Regions from separate parts of the Mus musculus genome. Here region 2 is linked to region 1. Evidence: chromatin contacts called from public Hi-C data. All regions are on one chromosome and are shown on one strand. Each heading gives the region's core, a stretch centred on a gene start, on an enhancer-like site or on the middle of the called end of the contact. The rest is flanking DNA. Distances are from core to core; before and after follow the strand shown. Region 1 holds the start of Itga1 (integrin alpha 1). Region 2 overlaps Gm41075 (a long non-coding RNA gene).

Region 1 (3,265 bases), core at 523-3,022:
GGACTAATGGTTGTGGTAATTCGGTTAGGTACCCTGTGACCTCAGAGTCCTCCTCACCGTTTTGTTTGTTCTCTCTCTCTCTCTCTCTCTCTCTCTCTCTCTCTCTCTCTCTCTCTCATGTGTGTGTGTGTTGTCTATTTTGAGACATGGTCTCACTCTGGGGCCCAAGCGCCTCTTGAATCTGAAGCCTTCCTTCCTCAGGTTGTCCAGTGGTGGGATAACAGGCATATGCCACCACGCCCGAATAGCTCACCCTATTCTTGACATTCAGACGTCTTCTTCTTCTTCTTCTTCTTCTTCTTCTTCTTCTTCTTCTTCTTCTTCTTCTTCTTCTTCTTCTTCTTCTTCTTCTTCTTCTTCTCCTTCTCCTTCTCCTTCTCCTTCTCCTTCTCCTCCTCCTCCTCCTCCTCCTCCTCCTCCTCCTCCTCCTCCTCCTCCTCCTTCCTCCTCCTCCTCCTCCTCCTTCTTCTTCTTGTTTTTTTGAGACAGGGTTTCTCTATATAGCTCTATAGCTCTGGCTGTCCTTGAACTCACTTTGTAGACCAGGCTGGCCTCGAACTCAGAAATCCGCCTGCCTCTGCCTCCCAAGTGCAGGGATTAAAGGCGTGTGCCACCAGACTTCTTTAACATTTGTCCTTTCCCCTTGTCGCTTCTGTATTTCTCTATTTGGCAGTTTACTTAGTGATACCTGTGTGCTTCTTCAGCCCTCCCCACTCCCAGTCCCTATCTATGCTCCCTGCCTTGTAGTCTAGACAGTGGGTCCTCCTTTGGGTGGCACCCTTCTCCTACTTTGTCCTGCTCTGGACAGGGATGTCCCAGTATTTGCTAACTTGGACTGATTTCTGCAAGGGGCTCTAACCACAAACCCCACTCATCCATTCCTTCCTCTTCTTTGAAATTCTCAAAAGTGCTAAGCCACTTGAAAATGACACATATTTGTTGAAGCTAGAAGGGATCATGAGTGACCAGGCACAGGAAGCCAGGAGGAGAAGGAGGAGAAGGGGGAGGAGGAGGAGGAGGAGGAGGAGGAGGAGGAGGAGGAGGAGGAGGAGGAGAAGGAGAAGGAGAAGGAGAAGGAGAAGGAGAAGGAGAAGGAGAAGGAGAAGGAGAAGGAGAAGGAGAAGGAGAAGGAGAAGGAGAAGGAGAAGGAGAAGGAGAAGGAGAAGGAGAAGGAGAAGGAGAAGGAGAAGGAGAAGGAGAAGGAGAAAACTAAACAAAACCTAAAACAATACCTTGGCTTCTATTAGAGCAAGTTCTCAACGTTCAAACATCCTAATTTAGCTTAGACAAAATAGTCCACATTCCATTTCAAGGGAGACTGCCTTCCTCCCCACCCCCTTTCCCTAACTCTTCCTTCCCCACCCCCAGTCTAGTTTCTCCCTTTTTCCTGGCTGTCTTACTGTGATTTCCCCATCAAAACCCTTTATCTACAACTGCCTTTAATCAGGAGTCTTCTAAAAGAGGCAAGCTCTCTGTAACTTAAAGGAAAGCCCTCCGAGAAGCTTGCCGGTGGCCAGGATGCCTGGAGGCGAGAAGGCTCCAAGGCCAAGTTCCTGAGTCCGCTAGCATAAAAGGGCTAACTTCCTTGCGAGTCTGATCCATTCTGCGCAGCTGGACACAGGAAAGCAGCCTCCCAGCAAGGAGTAAAAGCCCGGGCACTTTGAAAGTACCCTTTCTACCCAGATCCGGGAGAAGTCCTGGGGTGCGAAGGCGGGGCTACTAGACTGGCGACACCCTCCTGAATGTCCAGCCCCGCCTTCCAACCACCTTTGGGATTTGGTTCGTGAAGCAAGATCGCCCTCTCAGTGAAAGGCAGATGTCCCTTTAAGGTTTGCTTTGCTGCTGCCTGTGGACTTTAGCCTAAACACGGTCCCGCGAAGTTGGCTTTATTTGTCCATGTCTCGGACAGAGCCTGGGTGGCTGCCAGTGAGATTTCAGAGACTTGAGCGCAAAGGGGCGGGAGATGTGGCAATCCATCTGGGATCTGAGAAGCGTGGAGCGGGCTTAGCAGCATTCGACCAAAACACAGGAAATTACTCTTCCACCGCTCCAGGGCGCTGCAGCCGCTGGGGCCGCTGCCGGACACCCGCGGAGACCGCACCGAGTGACCCAGAGCGCAAGTCGCCGGCGCCTGGCTTCTGCCTGTTCCTGCCAGCTCCTGCCCACGAACCAGTACGTCGCTGGTTCCAGCAGCCACTCCAGCAATGGTCCCCAGGCGTCCTGCTAGCCTAGAGGTCACTGTAGCCTGCATCTGGCTTCTCACCGGTGAGCGACCCTGCTTTCCTGAGCATCTCTGGTGGGGCTTGGGGCTTTGGTGAGGGGTGACACACATAGCAGAAGGGCAAACCAGAGGGGACCTCAGGTACAGCTGTCAGTTCAAAGGACTGAAGGTAGCGCCCGCGTGAGGGAGGAGGTGCTGAGAACTTTCCAAGTACATCTGGCATTTCTAATTAAAGTTGTTTTTAAGTTGTGCGTTGTGTTTTAGGCATTTGAATTATTGCAAGGGAGAGAGTAACCGGAGGCGTCTGATTAGTGTGCAAAGTTCCTGCCCTAGGGTTGCTCAGAAGTGAACTTGATAGCATTTTCTTCCTTTTTAATACTTAGGACCTTCTCTGCCAAAGAACAAGGAAAGACAGGCATGCCAGACAAATCTACTTCTTGTCCCAATATGACGTTTCTACGTTAGCTCCTAAGAGGCGGAACATTTTGAAATTGAATGTTTAGCACCCAAATGTCGCAGTGCTGTCTTTCAAATACAAATGCGTTTCTTAAGAAGGTGCAGTACCTTCTTAAAAGATACTGCAGTGTTCTATTCAACTGAGAGAAATGTGGGGACATTTCCGATTTCCCTAACAGTAGCTAAGCTCACAGCCTTTATTGTAGTTACCAGTTGGGGAGGGAAACTGAGCTGGTGTCCAAGTGAAAGGATTTAAGCACAGTTTATCACTTCTTTAGTTCTTCAATTAGTAGCTTTCTTTAACAGGACATGATATTCAATTGCCTGATTGTTTTCACTGTTGGCGTGCCTAACTAGTTAATTTCACATTGGACTATTACATAGGGCCAGTTAACCCTGCAGTGGACGGCTAAGCACTGAGAACCCTTACATTCACTTCCAAATGGAGTTTTAATAAGCCCATCCTCTGTCATAGTAAAGTGGTGTGGGCAGTTAACGAGCTACGGGCTTTCATCCCAACATTTCCCACTCTTCAGGAAATGCCCAGGAATCCAAACAGTGGTGACTTCTAAACAGCATTCTAGGCCA
Region 2 (3,265 bases), core at 436-2,935, 35 kb before region 1:
TTGCTATGTGAGGAAGTGTTTGACTTTGAAGTCACACTTGACAATTCTATTTCTATTCTCCCACCATCAAAAGTGCCAACTGTATGCGAAAGAAACAATCAAAACTCAACAACCCTTCCTCAACTTCACATCAATCTAACCTACTGTCATGCCACACTGGGAGCCTCGCAATTGTTTTCTCATCACCTGTTTTGCTTCCGTCCTTGCCGTGTTGTAGTCTGCTTTGAAAGACCACAGGATGACTCCATGATGCTCAGTCAGATGATTCCGTCGTGCCTTTGCTAAAAATCCTCCACTGGCTTACATCTCAGAATGAAATACAAGCCCTGTACATGAACTACAAGCTTCTACAAAGTCTGATCACATCTCCTGCCTGGCTCTGCTACTGTCTCCTCACTTCACATAGGACAGTTTTCTAACCATGCCACGGATGCTTTGCTCTTCTGCTACAACCATCTTACCCTTGCTTTCTAGAACACAGGGATGTCATAGACTACCATAGACTACGCCTCTCCAGGGAAGCCTTATGTTGAATGCACAACTTCTAATATTGGGGCAAAGGGAAGTTGGGTTGGGAGAGGGTGGGTATAGCTAGTATTTTAATCACTCACGAGGGTGGGTTTCTCATAGCGTGATAAGCAGCCATATAAAAAGAGGTAGAGCAATGGGACCCTTTCTCCCTAGCACCACTGTGGTAAATGAGGATAAAACCAAGACAGTTATTTGCAATCCAGAAAAAGATCCATCAGAAACTGGATCTGCTGGCTCCATGTTCTTGGTATTCTCAATGGTCAAAACTGTAAGAAACATTGCTTAGTGGCTTGGCCTGATGCTGCTTATATTCTAGTGCTAATACTGGTTCCTCAGAACCTGGTTGCCCAGAGACAAGAGAGTCTACTGGTAGACCAAAGTGACACTATGTGAACTTGCCCCCAAATTATTTATGATTGGTAAATAACAATGCTGACCGCCAATAGCTGGGGAGAAGAGGCATAGGCAGGGGTTAGGGTTCCCAGGCTTGGGGGTCAGAGGAGAACAATGAGTGGCAGAAGAAGATGTAGGGGGAGAGAGAGAGAGATAACATGGGTTAGAAATCAAGAAAACATGGCCCTGAGAGCTGCCCAATTGGAGTTAAGAGCAACCCAAATGAAATATAGTAAGTAATAACTTGAGATTATCGATAGGAAAGTAGATTCTAATAACATAGAGACAATCAAATAGAGGGTAGATATCTGCCCAGTTCTTGTACTGTTTAATTATTTTATTATGATTATTTTATTATAAATAATAAAAGTTGTGTGCCTTTTGTCTAGGAACTGAATGGTCAAAGGCAGGGTAGAAACCTCAGGTTGGGATTAAATGAATTCTACAATACATTGTTTTTGAAATAACATTTTTTTACAGTAACCTAGACTGGCAAAGATAAGAGGCGTCATGTTACTTTCCACCTTTTGTTAATTTCCTATTTCTCTCCACTTTGATGAAAATCAAAGTTTCATTTTAAAAATGAATTTTCTTTTCCTTGTTCCTTACTATATCCCCCAGACACATGCACTAATATATAATAGAGACTGACATAAATTCATATGACAGAGTAGAAAGCATTCTTTCATGGTTAGTAGGAAGTTAGATAAGTCTTCGGAGCTCTGTTGTAGGAAGAAAATTTCCTTGCATTCAAGCTCTTTCACTTCCTCTCCAATGTTTATTTCCCTTGATTTGAATGATGAGAAAGTGTTCCAGTGCAAGTTTTGGTTTTGCTTTTGGTTTTAACAGAATTTTTTTCCATCTGGTAACACACATCTTGTTTATACTTCAAAAATTGAGATGCATAGGGCTAGGAAGCACCTATTCTAGCACCCTGAAGACTCTTCTGATATTGTAAATGGAGAAACATAATTTGCTCGTGACGTGGTCCCTTGTACGGTCTGTTTCCCACCATAAAACTGAGTTGTATGGTTTTGTTTTGTTTTGTTTTGTTTTTACAATTCTCTGAACATTAAGCCAATAGACAAAACAAATGTCTTAATCAGTTAAATTTTTTCCTCTAAATATTTCTCCTACACTTTTGGCATTATACCCACGTATCAACTCATAAGCACTAAGGACTATCCAAGCAAAGAGCAAAGAGATGGAAACAGAGAAACCCAGAAGTATTTATTGTGATGCTGAATTAATCATAGACATGTGAGAATAATTATGATTACATCTTGTTGATATATAAGTTTATTTTCTACTAGTACAGTTTTTCTACTTTATTTAATGGATATAATATTCTATACAGACATTGTCTTTAATGTATGATATCTAGAGAATAAAGTTCTATTTGCTGCTTCTCTGATTGCTTTTTACATCCCAGACAGGGCAACATATACTCAACAACTTATACCCAAGAGAAACACACATTTTTTTAAATTAAATTTAATTCAATTTTTTTGTGCTTGTTCTCTTTACATTCACTCATTGGCCCCCCTCCCCCCCCCGAAGTCACCCCTTCCCATAGTCCATCCCCTATCCCTTCTTCCCCTTATCTTCTCAGAGGGTTGCATTGGGACCCCTTGTGTCCCCTACCCTGGCACATCAAGTCTCTGTGAGCCTAGGCATATCCTCTCCCACTGAGGCCAGACAAGACAGCTCAGCTAGACAAACATATCCCAGGAACAGGCAAGAGCTTTGGGATAGCTCCTGCTCCACTAGATCAGGACCCACATGAAGACCAAGCTGCACATCTGCTACATGTGTGCAGGGAGGCCTAGGCCCAGCCTGTGTTTGTTCTTTAGTTGGTGGTTCAGTCTCTGAGAGCCCCAAGGGTCTGAGTTAGTTGACTGTTGGCCTTCCTGTGGAGTTGACAATCCTTCCTTTTATTCTTCCATGAGCGTCCCCAAGCTCCATCCACTGTTTGGATGTGTCTCCATCTGTGAGAGCTAGCTGCTGTGTGAGTTAGCCTCTGAGAAGACAGCCATGCTAGACTCCTGTCTGCAAGTATAACAAAGTATCATTAGTAGTGTCTGGGATTAGTGCCTGCCCATGGGATGATTGGTTATTGGTTAGACATTCCCTCCATTTCTGCTCCATCCCTGTGCTGCGTGAGGAACACACTTTCAAAGTCACATTGCTGATTGTAAATATGGGTAAGTTGAAAGTGTCTTTTTGCTCACCTACTACTTTATTTCAAATATCTAGGTTTCCGATTACTTTATTTTCAAATTCTAGTTATATCTTTTAGTATATGAGGAATACTTACTAAAAATCAATTTGTTGAAGAGTA

What was found. A called contact is a pair of places that touch in the nucleus more often than the background predicts.
Region 2: a contact with region 1 is called in a Hi-C map of bone marrow-derived macrophages, with 2.4 times the contacts expected there. The contact joins the enhancer-like site here to the promoter of Itga1 in region 1. A contact is called at or near these places in 3 of 39 promoter capture datasets (embryonic stem cells, pre-B cells and stem cell-derived epiblast-like cells), 6 of 484 Hi-C or Micro-C datasets (bone marrow-derived macrophages, cerebral cortex, liver and 3 more), 4 of 115 datasets of contacts at active chromatin or transcription factors (CD8 T cells, bone marrow-derived macrophages, kidney and 1 more) and 1 of 9 other capture datasets (adipose tissue).

The regions. Positions count from the first base shown.
Region 1 is chr13:115,100,471-115,103,735 of GRCm38.p6, reverse strand. Itga1 (integrin alpha 1) reads left to right here and starts at 1,772. Exons shown (of 29, transcript NM_001033228.3): 1 at 1,772-2,265. The coding sequence starts at 2,205.
Region 2 is chr13:115,135,406-115,138,670 of GRCm38.p6, reverse strand. It overlaps Gm41075 (a long non-coding RNA gene), which reads right to left. Exons shown (of 3, transcript XR_001780853.2): 3 at 2,833-2,973. Among named protein-coding and RNA genes, the nearest start is that of Gm25985, 21 kb to the right of the region's middle. Within about 2 kb of position 1,685, at least 10 of the 459 cell types and tissues checked have an H3K27ac peak or open chromatin away from gene starts, as enhancers often do. A contact at or near this core is called in bone marrow-derived macrophages, where this site is marked.